Regions from separate parts of the Mus musculus genome. Here all the other regions are linked to region 1. Evidence: chromatin contacts called from public HiChIP or PLAC-seq and promoter capture Hi-C data. All regions are on one chromosome and are shown on one strand. Each heading gives the region's core, a stretch centred on a gene start, on an enhancer-like site or on the middle of the called end of the contact. The rest is flanking DNA. Distances are from core to core; before and after follow the strand shown. Region 1 holds the start of Fh1 (fumarate hydratase 1). Region 2 overlaps Fmn2 (formin 2). Region 3 overlaps Fmn2 (formin 2). Region 4 overlaps Fmn2 (formin 2). Region 5 overlaps Grem2 (gremlin 2, DAN family BMP antagonist). Region 6 holds the start of Grem2 (gremlin 2, DAN family BMP antagonist). Region 7 has its middle 78 kb from the start of Grem2.

Region 1 (3,063 bases), core at 203-2,702:
CACTCACACGCACACTCACACACACACACATATTCACACACACACTCACACACACCCACACACACTCACATACACACATACTCACCACACTCTTGTGGCTGCTCTTTAATGGCAAAAGTGTAACATTTCGGGCAGAAGATACACTGCTTTATATGATTGTACTTTATCTTACTGCTTTGTCTTTTTCCCCTTAACCTAACTTTTAAAGAAAATTTGGTTCTACCTTTCACCAACTACTCTAAAAATTTCTCAGCCATTAGTTGAGAGAGGGAAGAACTAGATACTGAGGTCTGAAAACCCACCGGTACTGGTTTAATTGATTTAGCTCAGCTATTAGTCTTATTCTTACTTATTTTATTTCATTTGTGTTATTTTGAGACAGGGTGGCCTGTATCCCACACTGGCTTCAGACTCCCTGTGTAGCCAAGGATGGCCTTGAACTACTATTCTTCCTACCTGCACTTCTCAAGTGTGAAGATTGCAGGTCAACAGTGCATTTGTGTCAGGCTCACTATGAAGCCAAGGTTATTCTTGAATTCAACTCCTCCCTACCGTGGCATCTAGAGTGCTGAGGCTATAAATTGAAGCCTCTCATTTCCTGAAGAACTTCCTCTTTAACTGTCTTCTGATTCTGCATTAGAAAATTAAAAGAAGAGACACAATTTTTTTTATCAGTTACTCTTTTTCCATTGGCATCATTTAAGCAATGTTTTCCCTAGCCTGTAACCACAAAGAAAATCAGAGATGAAAAATCCCAAGGAATGTGGACACATTATAAATGTTATCAGAGGACATGTTAAAAGACAGAGGAAAAGGCTGGAGAGATGACCCAGTGGTAAAGAGCAGTGACTGCTCTCCCAGGTGTCCTGAGTTCAATTCTCAGCAACCACAGGGTGGCTCACAACCATCACAATAAGAGGGATCTGATGCCCTCTTCTGGTGAGTCTGAAGTCTGCTACAATGTACTCATAGACATAAAATAAATCTTTTAAAAAAATGACAGGAAAATTGACTCCAAAATGACAACTAGGAGCATTGTGGGATAATTGATTACTACTTCCTTGTTTAAAATTTGAGGCACTTTCTAGGAAGATAAGTATTTGAGACACGGATTCATACAGCTGCACGTCATGGGTGGTTGCAGGATAAATATTAACTTGATAACATGTTCTTTCTAGGCTGTCTCACGGACCTAGTACTACAGGCATCTTCAGCCAGTTTCCTGCCTCCTAGCAGCCACATTTGAAGTATTGTCGGAAGATCTGACCTCCCGCCTCTTGTCTTTTCCCATGATTCCTTCCGCACTAGTTTCCCGTGAACCCGAGGACTTCAAACAGCCATACTACAGGCCCAGGGAAGGCAACCCGCCCCATTAGTTATTATTGGCCAGTCATGGTTAGTCCCGTCCTACATGCTCAGGAAGAGGCGTTTGATTGGTTACGAGCGTGGCCGGAATCTGACGTATTAGGGGGCGTGGCTCAGGCTCAGCTTTCCACCCCCGTACAGCAGCACCATGTACCGCGCACTCCGTCTCCTCGCGCGCTCGCGTCGCCTCCTGCGGGTTCCGTCCGCCGGTGCTGCAGTGTCTGGGGAAGCGACCACCCTCCCGCGGTGTGCTCCGAACGTCGCGCGAATGGTGAGCGGGCATCTCGGGACCCGGCCTCCCCGGGGTGACCTTCACGTCAGAGTGTCCCGGGTGTCCCCGCGGGCCGCGCCTGGGCTCGGCGCCGGCCAGCACGCTCACCATCCGCCCCGGACGCGGCCTCCAGCCGAGTGTGTTGGGGCTGCGGGCAGCGCTGAGGGACGCGCTCCTTCCTGCTGGGGAGCCTGAGTGTCAGGGCAGACCTGCCCAATGCCTGAGCTTGCAGAGGCCTTCGGTCCAGGACACCTTCTCTGGGAAAGAGCGTGCACGGAGGCAGAGGGTGGGGGATGCCGGGGTGCAGGAGTAGCCCGAGGAAAGGGGAAGCCCCTTCCTTGTCCAGATCGCAAGCCCTGCTGGCTGGACACAGACAGGATGCTCCCCTAGGCTAGGGTCTGGCTTCTTGGTCCACCAGGGTGCTCTTTCCTGCTTTCAGGCCCTCGAAGTGGATGAAGCCAGTGTGTCTTCTGAACGGAAAGGCTTTGCTTCTTACTAACTTGACTATTTAGCTTGTGAGGTTACATGTGTTCTCTCTCACAACTGGGTGTAAAACTCCGAAATCCATAAATGTGGACCTAGGAACATAAGTACTCGGAAGCATGCCTGAGCAGATTGGATAGGACCGAACAATTGCCCTAACCAAGATTTTGTATTCAGAAAGACAGCTAAAGGAACTTAAGGGGCCAGGTCCAAGGTATGGCATGCTTCGTTAAGCCCCTGTACTGTTTAGAGTTCTTTAGAAAACGAAAAATGCGAGTGTGTATGTACTGTTAGGAAAAGTTTGAGAAATGAATAGTTAGGAAGACCACTCCGAAGTGTAGCATGTCTTCTGTAGTGTGGGGTGTGATTTCAAGTCCTACTGCTGCGTTCAGGCTTTGTCCAGTTTCTACATGTAAAGCTGAGATAATTACAGAGGCTCAGCAAGATAGAACTTGGGGAAAACACTGTGCTTCTTAATTAGACCTCCTTTAGTGTCCTTAAAAGGGCCAAGACGTTCTCTCAACTTCTAGACGCTTGAATGACAACTCTGTACCGTCTTGGGGCTTGGGAGATGACACCAGTGAAGAATCCATCAGGTGGTTCACACCCACCTGTAACATCAGCTTTAGGGGACCTGTAACACACTCTTAATAACCTCGACATATGCGTGTGTGCAAACATACATACACACACACACATATGCACCCATGCACACACAGACACACACTAACATAAATCTTGGAAAGAAGCTATGAAGTCCAGGTTGCTTAAAGTTCCTGGAACTTTGCTCTGGTGATTTTAATGCATTCTAAAATCTCTTTTAAAAAGACTGGGTTTCTTTTTGTTTTAAAGCTTGTTTAGGGGAACAGGAAAATGGAATGAATCTATCATGGCAAATATGAAAATAGCAGTTTCTTGCTTAGGGTTATAGTGTCAGAAAATAG
Region 2 (3,063 bases), core at 295-2,794, 980 kb after region 1:
GTGTGGAGGTCAGAGGACAACTTGCAGAAGCCTAGAGTACAGAAAGGATTGGATTCCCTCTCCCATTTCTGCTTTTAGGTTTAGGTGCTGCATAAGACACTTCCCAACTGTTATCTATGAGCAAACAAGACACAGTGATTGATAGTAGTGAAACTGTGGTCAAGGCCTGGGGAGATGGCTCAGCAGCTAAAAGCAATTGCTCTTGCAGAGAATCAGGGTTCAATTCCAAGCACACAGAGGTGGTTCACCACTCTCTATAACTCTAGATTCAAGGGATCTTATTCCTTCTTCTGACCTCTGTGGGTTCCCAGGCATTCAAATAGTACACAGACACACATACAAACAGAATACTCAGACCTAAGAAATAAAATCATTTTTAGAAGAGTATGATTAGACCATGACATCTAGAACACCAATCTTACCCTCATCTTTTTGACAAGGCACTTCAAAGGAGAATTGTGATGACAAAGTCAATTCTAGATTTAGTCTTTTGACAGGAGAAAAACAAAAACAAAACAAAACAAAACAAAACAACAAGAGAAAACAGTTCCAGGATATGTAAATGAGGTGAGGCAGGCCCAACTATTTAACCTATTGAATGTAAAAGTTCTAGGAGGGTGGATGTGAATCTATCTCACAACTTCTAACTTAGCCTGCAGCTGAGAGCAAGGATTGTGATGGGCAACATGGCTCTGTAGCATGTCATCCCTGAAAATGCCCACTCTAATGGTTTAGGACAACCTTTAAAACAGTATTATATATTTCACCATAGAGACACCAGCACCGACAGTAGGAAAAATGCTATACGTGGGAGCAACATGTCTGATGGAAGAGGCTTGAGTTCATGTCCAATCTGCTCAACTAATGAGCCATGCTATCAAACACTGGACCACTAAGATGTCTTCGGTTGTTTTCTTCCATACTATGATACTGGAGGTCTGGATACACTTTTTCTGGCACCTTCACATCCAAAATCAAATGTAACTGGGTTACATTTCTCTAGTTTTCTCGGTGGAGTTTTTTCCTAGACGTGAATTAAAGTGTAGGAGCTGTGAGAGATGCCTACCTGACAGGACAATGAGGCAGGGTAGACAGGTACAGCTGCTTCCTGCTAGGATGTGAAAAGCAGCCAAGCTTTTAGAGAATGGCTACGCAGGGTTTCGAAGGGACTCAAGCACTCCCTTCAGATCGTAATAGGATAAAGTGTCTGCATAATTCTGTGTGACCCTTCAACGACTGACTTTCACGCCATGTTATTGTTCGACTTGCATGTTAAGGGAGCAAATTTTCAATGAACTCTCCCTGGCTGTGGCACAGACACAGATGTCAGGCGGACTCCTTTGTTCATAAGGTTCCCATTATTAGCTCAACCCGAGCTGAATATTTGACTGAAGGAAAAGACCATATCATTATTTTCAGATTTCACTCTATGACTTCACGGGGCTACATCTGCCAGCTTCAGAAACACCAAGTGGTGCTTGGCGCCAGCCTTGGCGTTCTTTTCTGTGACTATTACCCCAAATGTCTCAGCCCGAGGAAGCCTCCTCACCATCAAAACAATTTAATAAAAACTAAAATTCTGATTAAGAGTTACTCATCAATGGACAGGGCATGCCACGCTCATGCTATTTGTGAATTATACCCCATGGTATTTTAGGACTAACAAACAGAATCCGCATTCACAAATGGGCAAACTAGAAAGCCAGTAACTATTTTCATGATTTATAAGTCCTGTGTTATACTTGAAACCATATTCCTTTAATAGGTAAATTGGCATTCCTTTGAATAACTCAATCTGCTTTAAATCTATTCTAAGGCTCTGGGCAGCACAAAGGAGATTTGAAATCCTTATACAGAATTCTTCTGTTCATCTTTGGACCATCTCTCGGCGTAGATATGATAGGAAGGTATGGCATAGGAATACTCGTCAAGTAGAAGGCAGAATGTATTACAATACTGACACTAAAGCCATTTAGAAAAATGTTACAAATCACCCAAATTCCAATCCTAAAATATTTCATAAACCCACTAAAATGTACATTAAAACAACATAAAAGAGTAACTGCTTCCATGTGTCTGGGCACCATCAATGATGCTAAGCAACAAGGATAACTTGAAATCACCTTTGCTCTTCACTAGAAAAGGCTGGGGAGATCGATCAGTGGTTAGGTACGCTTACTGTTCTATCAGTAAAACCTATATTTAGATCCCAGAACCCAGGTCAGGTGGCTCATACATGCCTCTAATTCTATCTCTAAAGGATTTGATGCCCTCTTCTGGCACCTGCAGGCACCTACACACATGTGCAAACACACATACATTAAAACAAACAGGGAAAGAAAGAAAGAAAGAAAGAAAGAAAGAAAGAAAGAAAGAAAGAAAGAAAGAAAGAAAGAGAGAGAGAGAGAGAGAGAGAGAGAGGGAGGGAGGGAGGGAGGGAGGGAGGGAGGGAGGGAGGGAGGGAGGGAGGGAGGGAGGGAGGGAGGGAGGGAGGGAGGGAGTGAGTCCAACTTTCTATAGTAGAAGGACCTTGGGTTTATGCTATAGTTGCTCCAAATGCCTGGGGAAAGAATGACCAGTTTTCAACTGAGAGGCACATGTATAATAGAATTGCAATATTCTTCCAGTATCCTGCAGAATCTTGGACCATGAGGACCTAAGAGAACTTGTCCTATTTTCCATCCAACGTTTTAAATACATCTTAGACAAATGTCCATTCAGTCTCTTGAAAATGCCTGTTTTCAGTTCAGTCCTAAGTAGAGCAATTTAGTTCACTAATTGGCATTTCTAATCCTAAGAACATCTCTAAAAGAGCAAATGCTACAAGAGCTTCTGCAGCTCACATACTAGGTAGGACTGATTTGGACTAGAATTTGAGGCTTGTACCTGCATTATACCTGTGCATCAGGCACCCGAGGCTCAAGGCTCAACTAACGCTTCTCTCTTGGGGCTTTCTTCTCTGGATATTTTCAATGGCTTGGAACCACATTATCTGGTTCATATTAGTATTTACTAGTAAGTCTTGCATGGTGGCATTCAGATATGATCTAACAAGTAACAGAG
Region 3 (3,063 bases), core at 324-2,823, 880 kb after region 1:
TCACTGTGGCTTTAAAGTACACTCTTACATTAGATTCCAAGTTTATGCTTGAAGGTAATAAAACAAAACAAAACAAAACCAACAAACCACCCCCCACAACCAAGAACTGGCTCCTGGGGTTAAAATAAACTAAATGCTTTTATAAGGCTATTCTGAAAAGGAATATCATATTAAAGGAAAGTAATGCCTTACCATTTATGAGTCTCTGTCAGGGCAGCCTCCTGTGACTCTTGGTCAATTTTAGCTGAAAATGAAAGAAAAAGATGTGAAATAGGTGCTAGGCTCTACCATCTCATAGAGTATACAATCTAAACAACATGGAGTTGATTTAACTACAGATTCTAATGATCTCCAACCAAATATTATCTTAACCCTGTTAATGTCAGTGATATGGTAGAAACATCATTAAATTTGATTAAATTGACACTAATATGTGAGAACACAGGATTTTAACATAACCAACCAAAACTTTTAGGTTAAGAATAATTTCTTTACATCTGACACAGAGACCTAAGGAATGGAAACACTACTTTCAAGGTTACATTGAGTGTGCAGGGACCTAAACACCAACACAGGTTCAAATACCAAGTTGGAAATTAAAACAAACGAAGCTGATACAGATTTTAAACTCTGTGTAGCCACACCCTTGGGGACAGATCTCAAGTGACTGATTATGAGCTGTTCTGAAAGGGGGGACATTATTATTCACCCATTTATCTGCTATAATATTTTTGTCAGTGCTGCGGATCAAATCTAGGGCCTTGCCTATGCCAGGCAAGGCCGCTATCACTGACCTTCAAGCTTACATTTATTTGCTCTATGCTTTTCTCTAAAAATAAAATGTCTGACAGGAAGTCACAGATCAAATTTAGGATGGTGGAATGAAGATTTCCTATTGCATAGAAATCACATAGACACTCCAAAAGTAAAATGTATGGCAGCAACTTTCACCTTCTTTCTAAGAAATTCTGTAAATATTCTATGACTCTACTCTCTTTCTCTTGCTGCATATATATTTGACATAAAAGTTTCAGAGACACTAAGGAAGACACTCGTTATTTTTCGTCAACTCTGAGGGAGGGCAAAACATTAGTTATGACTTTGCAAATTAACAATTGCATGGCTGTTACCTACCGAAAGTTAGAATATCACCAAACTACAGGACAATACAGAAAAAATATCATTACCAAGCCTACACAACCTTCATAATGCCTCTCTCACAAAAATAGATGTGCCCATGATAAAAAAAATACACAAATAGTAAATAATCTATTTATAAACCTTCTCCGTTGGGTCACAGATGGAGCCATTTGGAGAAATCAGAAGGCAAAGTGGAGAAGGATAACTGAATGAACTCTGTAATCATAAAAAATCAAAACAAAAAAAATTGGCAGTGTTGACCAAATAAAACCCATAATCCTTTGGGTATTATTAAAGTGTCTCTCTCACTACTTAAAACACAATAGTGCAGCTTGAGTTGGTTAGTGTTTTACAGCTTTAAGACTGCTCTGCAAGGTCTGTATTGCATGTCCACTGCCCTGACACATGTCAACCTAACACTCTCCTCCATGGATGTCAGAATTTAACAGGGATTATTTGAGTTGGCAGCAGGAGTTTTTGTTTTCTCCTTTCCTTTCCCTTTTTTGTACTTTAGATTGTTTACACGCATTTACAGGTCAATCATTAGCCACTTGAAAGGCTGGGATACACATTAGATATTGAACTCAGAAAGGCTTTAGTAAGAACACATAAAAACTACCTTGAGCATGCCTAAAATAAAATGTGATTTGCTTCCGGAAACAATTCTAGAATAACATAAAGTGCCTTCAGAGAAAAATAACAAAGGCAGCCCAAATGAACACTACTTTGACAAAGGACCGTTTGCTTGTTTTCTTGAAAAATACACAGATTAAAAGCATTGATGGAAATTGATGGGAATAATTTCTAGACTAGTTTAGAAGATTCAAGTAAATGATTTATGAAACTAAAAGCACATGAAACTGAAACTCTTAAGAACTTTTTAAATTCCCATCAGATTAATGTGAATTCCATGACATTTACCAATCAGATTCACTTGTCAACATATGCAAATTATTTAAAACAATGTCTGTAATGACCAATACATGTGAAGTGAATGTCTTCCTTACGTTTGGGCATTGAAGATCTGAAAGATCTTTAAGTGAGCCAACCACTGTTTTATAATGTTTTGACATGATATCAAGATGCAGAAAATATATTCTTGCAGCTTTTCAAAATCGTATGCCCCTAAATCATGGTAAGTGGAATGAAGTGAGTCTTGCTAGTTCACAGTAATAATTCCTTTTGATGTCTACCGAACCCAGCTCTTGTTTCAGTGCCTGAGAAAGTTGGCTTCAAAAAATTAAAACCAAAACCACTTTAATCCAATGTGGCAGGAGATTGATCCATACCAAAGAAATAAAACATAAAAACAGATCTCCTTACTAAACCTAATAACCATGCTACAATAATAAAGTCAAATTAGAATAACAGGCAATGCTTGGGACTTCTCTACTATCCATTATTTTCATGTAATTTTTAAGCTACAGGGACTTGTATATTGAAACTCTAATCAGCTTTGATAAACAGTCTAATTGGAGATCAAAGGAAGTGCATTAAAGGCCAAATTTCAACTCTGAATGTAGAGTCAACAATGCAAGGAGCCAGGGCAGATTTCCTTTTGTATTGCAGGAAGAAGAAGAAGAAGAAGAAGAAGAAGAAGAAGAAGAAGAAGAAGAAGAAGAAGAAGAAGAAGAAGAAGAAGAAGAAGAGGAGGAGGAGGAGGAGGAGGAGGAGGAGGAGGAGGAGGAGGAGGAGGAGGAGGAGGAGGAGGAGGAGGAGGAGGAGGAGGAGGAGGAGGAGGAGGAGGAGGAGGAGGAGGAGAAAAAACATCCTGAGAGTGACACATGGTGACACAGGTCTGTTAATCCCAGAACATAGGCTGTAGAGTGCAGGTCAGGGAATCAAACTTTCAGGCCAGTCTGATCTACACTGTGAGACCTTGTCTTAAACCCAAGAGTAGGGGACATAACTGAATGGTAGGGC
Region 4 (3,063 bases), core at 230-2,729, 860 kb after region 1:
CAAGATGGCTGCCTTGAGGACTTCTCATTGCCATTGCCAAAGATTCTTATAACTCCCTCCTGTTCCCTCCTTCCTCTCCCTCCTCTCCCTCCCCTCCTCTCCCCTCCCCTCCCTTCTCTTTCATTCTCTACAGTTCGGACATGTAACTGTTTCCATTTCATTTAGCATCCTTCCTGCTTTGCACAGTGCATTTACTTGTCTTGACACTGGCTTCCTAGATAACTTTCACTAAGCAGTAGTGTCATAAATAACATGAATGATCAGCCAGGAGGGTAGGGTACAGAATAGATCATTCAGTGCTCATCTGTCCAGATCAGTATATGTGTGACTGATATACAGTGGCTATGTAATTGTTAGTGTTATCACCAGAGCTGACCTAAGAAAACATCCTGTTTTAGGAACGTCCTTGCAGACTACTGAAAATATGATTGAATAAAGTGATATAGAAAGTGGAATTGACTCATTATTGAAAGGTTGCATGGATGCCCTGGAGAAAGACAGTGAGGTACTCAGGACACTAAAAACAAGGTTAAGGCTACAGACATGCATCTTAGAGAGAACGAAATTATGTCCCCTATTTATTAATAAGGCAGAAATAATAAGCAATTAAGACAATATCAATAGTTAATACCACAGAGTACCAGGGATGTTTAAATGTTCAAATTAGGCCTGCTCAAATTGAGATATCTACATGGAAACTTGAACAGATGCTCAAAATACAAGTTTATAGGGGCCATTCACTGTTCTCTAAGAAGAGCTAGCATTTCTCCTAAGCCAGAAGACACTGTTAGACCCCTTTCCTAGACACTGTCTTAGCATTTTGCTTAGATGTCAATATAATAAGTAAAGCTATATTTAAGCAAAAGCCAGATTTGCAAGTTCTAGGTTTGACAAGGAAAGGAAGAGATTATATGGCTTTTCTATTACAAACTAAAAATAAGTGATAGTCAATGAAGAGGGTAGATGGTATACCAAAGGTACCCTGGCATATGGAAGCAGAAGTAACAAAGAAAACTCCAAGAACCAGGCAGGCTCTTGTATGTTATGTGTGGCCAGAAAACTGAGCAAAGATTATTCCACAGAGGAGCCCAGAGGACCTACCATTCAGTATGGCCACCAGGAATGCAGTGGTCAAAGGGCCTCGATATAGCTGAACACAGTGGCTGGACCTCTCTGTAAGCCAAGGGTGTGGGGGATTGTTGGGCTCAGTGTAAGCTACTGAGACATAGGACTCTAATAAAGTAGGAGCCAAGAGGTAATGCTCAATGGCCAGAGCCTGGGAACCACACTTACCATAATCACTGAGGAAGCCAAGGACGCTGTGGATACGGTTAATAGAGCATGACATCCTTAGGGGCAAACAAATGTATTGCTCAATGCTTGAAACTTAGGAAAAAGGCAAGAGTAGAGGGTCAGGAGGCTAAGAGGGGTGACTCTGCTAGAAAATCCATGATTCATCAATTGGTTCTCAGAACTACGCTAATTTGGGTCCAGAATCCACTGACCTGACCGAAGGCTTCTAGTCCCTGTGAGGAAGGGCATGAAACACTGAAGCAAGAATAAAGTGAAATGGATCTGGGTAGATGCTTGAGGGGGGAAATGCTGGCTGCACAAGCACAAGGTCCTGAGTTTAATCTTCAGCACCCATGTGATAGCCAGGCACAGTGACCTGTCCCAGATCTGGTATGGCTCAGCCAGGGGATTCTGGAGCTCATTGTCTACCAGTCTAGGCAATGTGACAAGCCTCAGGGTCAGCATGAGTTTGTTACAGAACACAAGATAGATTGTGACTGTAAAAAAGTAGCTGAAGTTGACCTCTGTTCTGACTTACACACACACACACACACACACACACACACACACACACGCAATTTTAAAAGAATACACTATAAGTATTCTTCCAGTCCTTCCCCAAAGGGAGCTTATAGCCATGACTCTGATATTCCTACACGTTAGACAATAGGAAATATTCAGACATACTGAGGACCCTGGAACATGAGGGTACCCAGAGACACAACCATCCTGGTCATTTTACTCTTATGGGAACGCACAGGCTCAGGGGCAGGCAGAATCCAGACATGCAGGCAGCAGGGATAGCTTTCACAGGGGCAGAGAAAAGCTGACAGTAAAATTGTCAACGTGTTGTAACAAACACTGCCCTGAAAGAGCTGATAGGTACTTTTGGTGGCATCAGGCAAAGTAAAAATTTAGACAAATACCCAAAATGACACAGCACTTAAAATAAGATTAGTTCAAGAAGTTGGAACAACTTTGAATTTGGGAATATAAAACAAAAACACTGGAAAAATAAACAGAGCAAATGTCAGGACGTTTAGGAGACAGTGACATGTTTACCTTACTTGCCTTCTGATGTCTTTATGCGCCTTTAACTGTCTGGCAGGAGATGCAGACAGAATAAATCATGAGAGATAGAAAAATATTTAAACAAGTTTATCAAGTCACTCAAAAATAGTCAAGCTGGGTGTTGAGGTGGCATGTGCCTACAATTCCCTGCTGATGCAGGAGGATCACCATAAGTTCATAGCTAGCCTGGGCTGAAAGTGAGACTGTGTCAAAAAAAAGAAAGAAAAAAAGTCCAAAAAAAAAACAATAAACAAATACAGGCCCTTACACCTAACACAGGAACACAGTGTTCCAGTGAAATGATACAATAGACATGTATTGACAATTCTCAAGAACACAAGTCCTAAAATTACACAGAACCGTTTCTCTTGATGACGTTTTTATTCAACTAACAATGAAAAATGCACTTTTGAAAATCTTTTTTTTTAATATTTGGAAATTTAAAAGCACATGTCTATAGATATCCTGTGCAGCCCAGTGTGGAGGTAAGCACTTGTAATCCTAGCACTTGGGAGATGGAGGCAGGAGGATTGCAGGTTTGAAGTCAGATCCTGTGGCAGGGTGAGTTTCAGACTAGCCTAGACTACAGATTCTGCCTCAAAAGCAAACTCAAAACCAAACCCAGACATCAAAAACAAAACCAGAATGCATGTGTCAAATTCCTAACAGACTTTAGTGAAAGAACTACTGAATAATGTT
Region 5 (3,063 bases), core at 372-2,871, 740 kb after region 1:
GTAGCCCAGCTATGCCTTGAATTTCCAGTTCTTCTAACTCAGCCTCCTAAATAAGGTTAGCCTTGAGGCCTGGCTGAGTGTTACCTTGAGAAAGATAATTTCCACACTTCAGAAGGTTGAAATCTCTGGAGATAATTTGTCACATGTGAATTAATTAATGATGGGGGGGGGGAGGAAGCAAAAGGCACCTAACCAAAATGATGCTCAATAGTTGATCAAAGACAGTACATAACATTTAGGCATTAGGTCACCAGGAAATACAACATGGAAATAGTTTAGATAAGTGTCCCAGTGGGGCCAGGGAGCAGAAGAGAAAGGCTGAGGACTAATGAAAGGATGTGGGTGGAGATGGGACCACCAATGTGTGGAAGGTGTCAACAGTGGATCTGGAAGAAGGGGTGGGTGGAGTCTCTTTTGGAGAGTTAGAGTTGGATGAGAGTTTCACTTCTAGCTAGGTTATTCTATGTGCCAATATGGCAGGAGTTGGTTGTGATGGGGTGGAGGGATAGACAGATGAGTTTTAAAAACTTTACACAGGGTACAATCATGTAGGAGCTTCAATTTTAGAGGATCTATCTATTGTCTTAGTTTCCTATTAATTTATCTACTGTTATGCTGCTAAAATTATTTGGTTTCCATATACTTCTCATTATTTAGTTCACTGTACCTTTTGACCATCTCAGGTACTAAGTATAGTCCCAAGAGCGGCACAGAGAATAAATCAGTCCTCCCTCTTGAGTTTTCTTTTTAATCCAGAAATCCAAAGAAACTTTCTAAGAACCACAATAATACCCAAAGACTGTGGGTCTTACACTACATCACCTTTAACTCAGATAGTACATAAGCAAAACTGCTGGTGTCTGAGGCTAGTCACAGCAGAGTTATCTAATACATAGCAATTCACAGCAGAGTCATCTAGCACACAGCCAATCACAGCAATGTCATCTAGCACACAGCCAATCACAGCAGTGTTGGCTAACACACAGCTAATCATAGATGAGCTAGATCACCAGTTTCGCTTATGAGTTTTCTCTAAATTGGGTGTGATGGCACACTCCCTTAATCACAGAAGGTGGAAGAGTAAGGTAAGAGAATCAGGAATTCAGGCCAGTATGAAGAATATAGTGGTATCCATTCTCTGATATCAGAAAAGGAGGAGGGTCACAGGAGGCCATGAAGATGAAGCAATTTTGTGGATTCAAAGAGAGGTGAGATATAGTTTTTTACTCCAGCTGCAAGATAGGCCACTGAGGGACCACATCCAGGCATACTCGTATACACACAGACCACTTGGGTGGTAGACACATAGCACATAGACCTAGAAACACATGTAGGCAGACTGACAAAGGCAAAGGCTACAACCTCTGGCCTCAATGCCATATTTATACAGAATCCACACAAAAACTGGCAGCCTTTCAGGAATAGTTAAAAAATGGAGTACATCACTGCTTGCTTACTTTAGGGGTTCCCAGGATGTCTGGTCTGGTGTCAGACATTTTGTGCTGACTCAGGCCCCTGAATGTCCTGTGTCAGTCATGTTTTAGCTGACTCTTACAGCATATCTACATCAGCACCATGCTGTTTAAACATAAACTCGTCCTATGGCCTTCTGGTGCCAGTAGTAGGTCAATGGGCTTTAATGTAGCCGCGGGCAAGAAGTTCACAGACAAGAGTTCACAGTTGCTCATGTCAATTCAAACACAACAAACTGTTTCATCTCAAGTTTTGGTTCTCTACCAAATAATACCCAGAGCCATTATAAGAAGGGATAGATTCTGATTAGTATGTCTGAGGAAGCCTAGAGTGAATGATAATTTACTTTGTAGCTCAAGCTGGCCTCAAAATCATTACATAGCCCAGGCTGGCTTCAAATTTGATTTCTCTGCAGCAGCCTCCCAGAATTTTAGACTCATAGTCAGGAGCCATTTTGCCTGGCTGATCAGCTAAAAATAGCTAATTAAAGTAATTAATTAACAGCTGATGAAAACAATTAAGGTATCTATAAAGATAGACTTACCAAAGTGTGAATGTATATCATTCTAATTTTTGAAGTTGCTATTTTTGAAAATAGAGTTTTATTTAACACAACATGCCATAGATTATTTTAAACAAAGTCATAAATAATTCAGGTTGTTTGACTTTAAAATACAATAAATATGATAGCTGTAATAGAAACAAAAGCTCCTTGAGGTCCTTAAGAGTTTTTAAAGAGCAAAATGAGGTTCTGATCATTGCAACTTTGGTAAGGGTTGGGTCTAGTCAAGGAAAGGATATCAGGGCTGGACTCCCCACTTCATTTGCTCCAATGCTTGTCTGATAAATAGGAATCAGTTTTTCGCTGATGAGCCTTGACGAAGTTATGCTTTGATATGTCTTATGCTTCCCATCTGCACTCTTAAGCCCTCATATTTCCTTTCATACATTGGTTGTTCTTACTGATATAATTTGAATGCCATATATAGTTTATTTTTGTTTCTTGTGGGTGTTTTTCGTTTGTATCTTAATTTTCAAGATTCTTTTCTTACTTCCTCAAAGTAGGTTTTGTACAGTTTACAGGCAGGCTTTTGTGCCTACAAAGCTCATCAAGTCAGATCCCCCTCATTTGCCACCCTCTTTCTTGTTAAGTTCCTAAAAGACAGTTACTCTCTATGTTCCCCCAATGATTGCTGCAGCATCCCTGGATCTCCCTGAATATACATTAGACTGTGTTCATTCTTTGGGTGGTCACATGATCTGCTCACATCTAACTGACAAAGATGACATCCAGACTCTTTAGTTTCACACTGTCTAAGGCGATCATTGCTACCCACCATATACATGTATATCACTCATGCTCCTTACACCCAAATGTGCAGATGGGTATGTGTGGAGGCCAGAGGTTCATGTCTGATGTTTTTCCTTGGTTTCTTCCCACCCTTACTTTTTTTTTTAACTTTTTCCAATTTTTATTGGGCATTTTCTTCATTTACATTTCAAATGCTATCCCAAAGTCCCCTATACCCTCCCCCCACCCTGCTCCCCTACCCACTCACTCTCACTTCTTGACCCTGGCGTTCCCCTGTA
Region 6 (3,063 bases), core at 149-2,648, 700 kb after region 1:
CATCTTCCAGCTCTGCTTGGTGTTATCTTCAGCAGCTGCTTATTACTCTGTCCTTTCCCCTGAGGAATCTGGGATGTCTCGGCTGACTCTGGGTTGGCCCCTTCTGAGTAACTGCTTTGTAGTTCCACATTGTTGGAATGGATTTAAATATGAAAAGAAAGCAGGCAAGATGTTTGTTAGCAGCAAATTGTAAAATATATATATATATATTATTCTCTATGATTTTGAACTTAGGTGCGCTGTGAGTTGGCTGAAGCCAGAGTGTCGGGTTTTAATAAGGCATGCAAAATAGGATAATTCTGGGAAAGAAACCATCAAGGCAAAAATCAAAATGGAGTTCTGTGGTTTCAGAAGCAACAGCTTTTGCCAAGAAAACCAATAAAATATACTGAGGAAAGACCATAGTAGGCTGTTTTTTAAAAAAATAAGGTGAAATCTTATTTTCTTTGAAATTTCCCAGCTCAGTAACTAAGGTCTCAGGATTTTCTTAGGCCATTTCTTCATTGATGGGATCAAAGGTTTACCTCTGTGCATGTATACAGATGATGAGTTTACACTCAGGTGCCTTTGTCAGTTGAGACTCATGGAGGTTCAGTGCTGAAGAGGCCAATGGAAACCAAAAATCCCCCAGAGAAAAAGCCAGCATCCAGCGAACATCACAGTGAAGTGATCTATCCTGTCCAGACCAAGTGTGCGAACATTGGTCTATATTCTCTGGATGCTGAATAACCTGATTCGTATTGGAAATCTCTGTGTTCAAAATATCGGGAAAATATAAGGATATGTGGAAAAGAAAATAAATCTAAACGTTGGATACTTTGCGCTGAATTCATTCAAGACTTTAATCATTAATTAAACTCATTTTTGGCCATGGGATCAGCTTGCCTTCAATTTCACCCGCCTCAGTCATTAAAAACAAAAGGAACCTAGCTTTATGTGCATGTGCACACACATGTGTGCTTGTACGTGTGTGTGTGTGTGTGTGTGTGTGTGTGTGTGTGTGTGTGTGTGTGTGTGTGTGTGTGTGTGTGTGTGTTTCTATACTCTTGACATTTTGAGTCCACCCTAAAGAGAATGATCTGAAGGCGTGAATGGGGTTTGCGGGTAAAGAGGCTGGTGGATTTCTCTACATGACAAGGTTTGGATTGGAAGTCTGCTAAACAAAATGTTAAGAGCTGCCCACAAGGTTGTAAATCCACAGTCTGCAAAGAGGAAGGGAGAAATACAGAGAGCGACTGGGGTGTGTGTGTGTGTGTGAAGTATTTGTGGGTTAGATGAGAAGCGAGGGCTGAGTGAAGCCCGAGAAGGAGGGGTGACTGGTGTGATTTGTTTGGTGTTCTGAGCCAATAGAAACTCCAGCCTGTGATAATATCCCCATGCAGCGCCTAGAGGACTCAGTGCTGTCTCCAGCTCCTTCCACATCTGCAGGCGCGGCTGGGACGCGCTCCGCCCTCTGTGCGCTCCACTGGGCTCCGCTCGCTCCGCACACCCTCGCTGCTTCCCAGGCCTCCTGCAGAACCAGGCTGCGGCTGCCCCCGACGATACGGCGCACAGCCCGCTGTGGATCCTGTCATTCACAGAGAGGAGAGGGACAGGGAGACACACAAGGGAACCGAGGAGGAGGCTTCCATCTCGTCATTGCAGGTATGCGGCTTGTCACAACCTATCTGACTGCGCACAGGTTTCTATCTTCTGCCTTTCTAAGGCACCTAGGGTAGATTCACGTCTGTCCGCGGGGCTGGCTGGTTCGCAGAGAAGTGCCGAGTGAATGCCCCCTGAGTTACACTGCTTTCATGTGGCTGGGGCCACCAGGTGGATTCACCTATTGGATTCTGCGTAGGTGGAAAGCCCAGACCTTTAAACTTCACAGCGATCTTTAAATTAACTAATTAAATAAATAACACCAGTATCTGCACATTGTAGTGAGGGTTCCCCTTGGTGACCCGCATTCTAATGATGACCCAACATGTAATTGTTTAGAAAGCAGGTTTTGAATATAGTCAGCCTACCTAATATGTTAATGTGTTCCCTGTAGGATCAGGAAGCCACAGAGGATTTGGGCATGGTCTTGATTTCCTAAGCATGTACCAAAGTGGATACAGCCTCATGGCTGAAATATCACTATGTATTTAGGCTGTGTCTGAAGGAGAGAAGGAAAGAAGGGAGACAGCAAGTAAAAAACAAAAAACAAAAAATGCAGTTGTCATAGTCTTACCTTCACTGATCAATTAATGATACATTTGTCTTTCAGCACCCCTGACAGGATGAGTTCTAAACTCTCTCAAATTAGGTTAAAAGCATACGAATTGATCCCAGTACTCAAGAGGCTGAGGCAGGAGGATTGTGAGTTCCAGGCCAGCCTGGGCTACATAATTAAAACTATGAACTGAAAAACTTTGTACAAAATATAAACATTTCCAGGCAATGAAATGTGTAGTTCGTAGTTTTGTTTAATCGTCCAAGGTATAGATTTCTCTGTGTTTATTTTTGAGGTGAAAGGTAAGGGGGGGGCGATAAAATAGCTATTTTCCTGGGAATTTGCCATGTTTGATTCACAATTTTGAAGCTGGTTATGTAATTTTTCCCCCATGTTGATTACTTATGATTCAATTAACATTGCTTAATCAGTTCCATCTTCCTGGAAAAGCCAACGGGACTGAGTGAGTAATTGTGATAAAGGACTGGTCCTGGACAGTCCTCAGGGCTGATATTCACAGCCTTAGCCTCTGTACGAAGTGCTTTTCCTGGAATGGGGATACAGAGTAGGGGTCTCTTCAGGATGTCACGTGGGCCATCAGATGCAGAATCTGAGGAACGCTCTACTCAGTCAGCTCCTGGTATTTGCTGATGGAGACCCATTCATTGACAGTTCAGAGCTGGCTCATCCCCCCTCCGGTTCCTGAGTTCCAGCACTGCCCTTATCCCAAATCTTGTGCCTGCCCAAGCAAGATAAGGAAGTTATAAGAAAGCTATTCACTTTGCATATCACCGTGGAGCGTTTACGTCGACCCATTTTCTTTTAATCAGATGGCTGTGTTCTTTCGTCATTAGGAAGAATGCATG
Region 7 (3,063 bases), core at 223-2,722, 630 kb after region 1:
GTAGCAATATAAAGTGAAAAGTATGTCATGGCAGCCCATGTAGGCTGAGGAGCAGAATGCTGCCATCACTAGATCAACAGCAAAAGACAATATGTCTTTAATGAATTTATTACTAGATCCTGAATATGTGGCCAGAAGATTTGTACCCAACAGGTAAAATTCTATAAATCTCTATTTCAAATGTCACTGAACATAGTTTCACTCTTCAACCTATCCTGTAGTCTCTAGAGAAACCCACCAGGCAGGAGGGCAAAATGAAAGACTTACTGTGTAAGCCACTAGTAAAGCTAGCACTATTAGCAAGGGCAAGTGAATGGAAGATAAAACATGACCTGTGTTGTCAATGAGGTGAATTCATGTTCAGCCTTGATCCATTTCTATGGCCAATAACCAGGGGAAGTAAAGTCAAGTCTTTCCTTCGAACTTCAAAAGTCAGCAGGCAGAGGACAAAGAAGCAATGGGCCATAAAAGATCAGGGCTGAGCTACATTCTTCAAAGGCCAGAAGCAGATCATGTTTTAATACCTGGATCTGGGACATGCCAACTGCTAAACCAAGAACTAGATGAGCCCCAAGTGAACCTCACTCATTTTGTTTGAAGGTTGGTACTAGAAGTACCACATTATAATGGACTTTTTAAAGTGAATCCATCCAACAGGAATATGTACACTGAAGAAGTCAGAGAAAGACTGAAAATGGAGGAATTGGGTCATTAGAAGGGAGGGAGAATATAGTGATCCTGTTTTCAGGATGTCTTCGTTATCTTTAGATATATATCCTTTCTTGTCCTTCCAGAATCTCAATCAACAGTTATGGTTTATACTATATGACAGAGCATTTGTGTTAGACATTCAAGCAACTTAAGTTGTTTAAAACTAATAGTCTCCATGTATCTCTCTCTCTCTCTCTCTCTCTCTCTCTCTCTCTCTCTCTCTCTGTCTCTCTCTCTCAAATGAGATGAAAGACAATCACAGTGAGGAGGAAAAAATATATTATTATGTCCCACAACCATGACATCGGTCCGTTCACAATGGTGACTAGGTGGTCGAAATCTACAAATGCAATATCTGGAGATTTCCTATGTGCCAGAAAACTGTGGCACCTAACACAGCCTCTCTGACACCTCCATTTCCCCCTCTGCTTTCTCTTTGGGGAGCCAGGGTCCTCTGCTTGCTAGCAACAAAGAATACAGCAGATGGCAGCAAGCAGCTGCCACATGCTCTGAGCTTATCATGTCCAAGTCCTGTTCAGCCCGGCTGAAGGAAGGTTGAAAGGGGAGGTAACTTGTCAGATTTCTGTGTTCTCTTTTTCTTCTTCTGTCTCTGCCTTTCCTCCAACTAGAAAGAAAGAAGCATTTAATCTCTAACTAGCACATAAAATCAGCAATTAGAGGCTGGACAAGAACACAGGTTTGTTCCTGAAGGCTGAGCCCTACCTGAGTCTGAACAGTAGTGGAAGAAGGCCACACTTGCTGCCTGCCCTGCTGCCTTGTTCACTTCTCAGCCTTCAGGGGCTATTGAGCATTCCTTGGATATACATTCTGAGAACACTCATCCAAAGCCAAATTCTTCATAGGCCATTTCTACTCCCTCTACCTGTCCATCTTACACCAGCAGCCACGCAGAGGACACAGGTAGCAGGAAGGCCTGAGAGCCCCCAGCTTTCAGCCCAGGAGCGCAGAGATAAGCTTGGATTCTCCTAACTCAGCCTCTGCAGACCACAGCAGAGCTGTCAACATGCCCTGTACTTCTCTGAGCCCCTGCCTTTAAACTTGTCCTGTTTAACTCAGCTCAGAAGCCTGGAATCTGTGAAAGTAAACATTTCTTATCCCTTGGATAATCTGGATAATGCAATTTAAAATACAGACGTCTATTCCCTGGACAAACACAACTGCCCTGACGTTAATGGGGCCATTTATCTGTGTTGAAGTTGGTAAGCCATGAGCACTGTTGGTGATGTTGGGATTTGGGGGATCTGATTAGCTCTGTAGTTCAAGTGACAGTAAGAACAGTGCCTGTGGCATGGGTTGGTTTCTCCTATCTTTTGGGTCATTGAATAACTTGAATCTTTTCTCCTCTGTGCTAAAATCTGAAAGGTAAGGTTTTGGTTTTTTTCTCGATTTAGACAGTCCAGTTTATTTTTCATAACTATCAAGGCGTACCTCAGCCTGGCATCCTGTTTCAGTGAGGTTCTCCAAACTTAAAATTTCTACAAAAGACAGACCCTGCAGGAAACTAGGATTACAGGTTTTAGCACCAAGTCTTTGAATTCAAAATATTTAAAAATACCTTCAGTACGTGGATGCATTTGGAGCTACCACACCTTCCTGCCTGGCTCACTAACTGGAAGTTCAGGCTTTCCTATTCAATTGACCCTGACTGTCTCAGGTGATCGCATCGCACAAACAGTGCAATCACAGTACAAAACTCAGCCGATGGACTTTCTAAAACTGGTTCATACAAAGTGTTGAAATAGAGTACAGAATGTTAAAACAGAGTCCTGAAAGAAAAAAGAAACCACTCCCAAATACCTTTGCAAAGTGAAGCAAAATGTGGATATCCACATTTTAGTAGAAGTTGGATAAGAACATTTTCCTCCCCTGCATCATTTCTGGGATGAACCATTTGGCTAAATCTCTGGTTTCTTAGCAACAGATAGTAACTGATTAGGTAAGTGATTCCTATTTATCCTAATAAAAAAATTATGAAATAGTGAAAATGTGAATCTATTAGCAAAATGAGAGAAAAATTCAAATCTCTAAGAGATGTTTCTTAGAAGCCTTTCAAAATACTTTAAAAACACTTTGAAAAAAATCCAACTTGCGAACTTTGAATTTTATCTCAGTCCATTGTCCTGAAGTCCAACTATTGAGAAATAACTCCCCAGGAAAGGCCCTTGCCTGCTTTATTCAGCTCAATGGTGTATCTACTTCAGGAAGACTGTCAAGCTACAGGCTACTTGGAGGGTCTCATGATATTTACCTTTCTTTTTTATCTTTTTGCAGCTCACTGACTTCACTGAATAACTAGGCAGCAGACTTCATGATCTATTTCTTACACCACCA

What was found. Promoter capture Hi-C pulls out the DNA fragments that hold promoters and counts their contacts. HiChIP or PLAC-seq counts read pairs in DNA pulled down with a chosen protein or histone mark.
Region 2: a contact with region 1 is called in an H3K27ac HiChIP or PLAC-seq map of the NIH/3T3 cell line, with 4 times the contacts expected there. The contact joins the enhancer-like site here to the promoter of Fh1 in region 1. A contact is called at or near these places in 9 of 39 promoter capture datasets (the 3T3-L1 cell line, cranial neural crest, hippocampal neurons and 5 more) and 2 of 115 datasets of contacts at active chromatin or transcription factors (the NIH/3T3 cell line and large pre-B cells).
Region 3: a promoter capture Hi-C map of liver shows a contact between it and region 1, with 3 times the contacts expected there. The contact joins the enhancer-like site here to the promoter of Fh1 in region 1. A contact is called at or near these places in 5 of 39 promoter capture datasets (the 3T3-L1 cell line, 3T3-L1-derived adipocytes, hippocampal neurons and 1 more), 1 of 484 Hi-C or Micro-C datasets (liver) and 3 of 115 datasets of contacts at active chromatin or transcription factors (astrocytes, hepatocytes and large pre-B cells).
Region 4: an H3K4me3 HiChIP or PLAC-seq map of neural tube shows a contact between it and region 1, with 7 times the contacts expected there. The contact joins the enhancer-like site here to the promoter of Fh1 in region 1. A contact is called at or near these places in 4 of 39 promoter capture datasets (hippocampal neurons, liver and second pharyngeal arch cranial neural crest) and 1 of 115 datasets of contacts at active chromatin or transcription factors (neural tube).
Region 5: a contact with region 1 is called in a promoter capture Hi-C map of liver, with 2.7 times the contacts expected there. The contact joins the enhancer-like site here to the promoter of Fh1 in region 1. A contact is called at or near these places in 6 of 39 promoter capture datasets (the 3T3-L1 cell line, cranial neural crest, hippocampal neurons and 2 more).
Region 6: a contact with region 1 is called in a promoter capture Hi-C map of 3T3-L1-derived adipocytes, with 3 times the contacts expected there. The contact joins the promoter of Grem2 here to the promoter of Fh1 in region 1. A contact is called at or near these places in 7 of 39 promoter capture datasets (the 3T3-L1 cell line, 3T3-L1-derived adipocytes, hippocampal neurons and 2 more) and 1 of 484 Hi-C or Micro-C datasets (adipose-derived mesenchymal stem cells).
Region 7: a promoter capture Hi-C map of liver shows a contact between it and region 1, with 2.3 times the contacts expected there. The contact joins the enhancer-like site here to the promoter of Fh1 in region 1. A contact is called at or near these places in 5 of 39 promoter capture datasets (the 3T3-L1 cell line, 3T3-L1-derived adipocytes, cranial neural crest and 2 more) and 1 of 115 datasets of contacts at active chromatin or transcription factors (stem cell-derived neural progenitor cells).

The regions. Positions count from the first base shown.
Region 1 is chr1:175,624,024-175,627,086 of GRCm38.p6, reverse strand. Fh1 (fumarate hydratase 1) reads left to right here and starts at 1,452. Exons shown (of 10, transcript NM_010209.2): 1 at 1,452-1,636. The coding sequence starts at 1,514.
Region 2 is chr1:174,647,857-174,650,919 of GRCm38.p6, reverse strand. The region is part of intron 7 of Fmn2 (formin 2); the gene reads right to left. Among named protein-coding and RNA genes, the nearest start is that of Gm51689, 110 kb to the left of the region's middle. Within about 2 kb of position 1,544, at least 13 of the 459 cell types and tissues checked have an H3K27ac peak or open chromatin away from gene starts, as enhancers often do. A contact at or near this core is called in the NIH/3T3 cell line and second pharyngeal arch cranial neural crest, where this site is marked.
Region 3 is chr1:174,741,436-174,744,498 of GRCm38.p6, reverse strand. It overlaps Fmn2 (formin 2), which reads right to left. Exons shown (of 18, transcript NM_019445.2): 15 at 193-244. Among named protein-coding and RNA genes, the nearest start is that of Gm51689, 14 kb to the left of the region's middle. Within about 2 kb of position 1,573, at least 3 of the 459 cell types and tissues checked have an H3K27ac peak or open chromatin away from gene starts, as enhancers often do. A contact at or near this core is called in hepatocytes and liver, where this site is marked.
Region 4 is chr1:174,765,252-174,768,314 of GRCm38.p6, reverse strand. All of the region lies in intron 15 of Fmn2 (formin 2), which reads right to left. Among named protein-coding and RNA genes, the nearest start is that of Gm51689, 10 kb to the right of the region's middle. Within about 2 kb of position 1,479, at least 5 of the 459 cell types and tissues checked have an H3K27ac peak or open chromatin away from gene starts, as enhancers often do. A contact at or near this core is called in liver and neural tube, where this site is marked.
Region 5 is chr1:174,884,134-174,887,196 of GRCm38.p6, reverse strand. The region is part of intron 1 of Grem2 (gremlin 2, DAN family BMP antagonist); the gene reads left to right. Among named protein-coding and RNA genes, the nearest start is that of Grem2, 36 kb to the left of the region's middle. Within about 2 kb of position 1,621, at least 2 of the 459 cell types and tissues checked have an H3K27ac peak or open chromatin away from gene starts, as enhancers often do. A contact at or near this core is called in liver, where this site is marked.
Region 6 is chr1:174,920,154-174,923,216 of GRCm38.p6, reverse strand. Grem2 (gremlin 2, DAN family BMP antagonist) reads left to right here and starts at 1,398. Exons shown (of 2, transcript NM_011825.1): 1 at 1,398-1,644.
Region 7 is chr1:174,998,145-175,001,207 of GRCm38.p6, reverse strand. No RefSeq gene overlaps it. Among named protein-coding and RNA genes, the nearest start is that of Grem2, 78 kb to the right of the region's middle. Within about 2 kb of position 1,472, at least 8 of the 459 cell types and tissues checked have an H3K27ac peak or open chromatin away from gene starts, as enhancers often do. A contact at or near this core is called in liver, where this site is marked.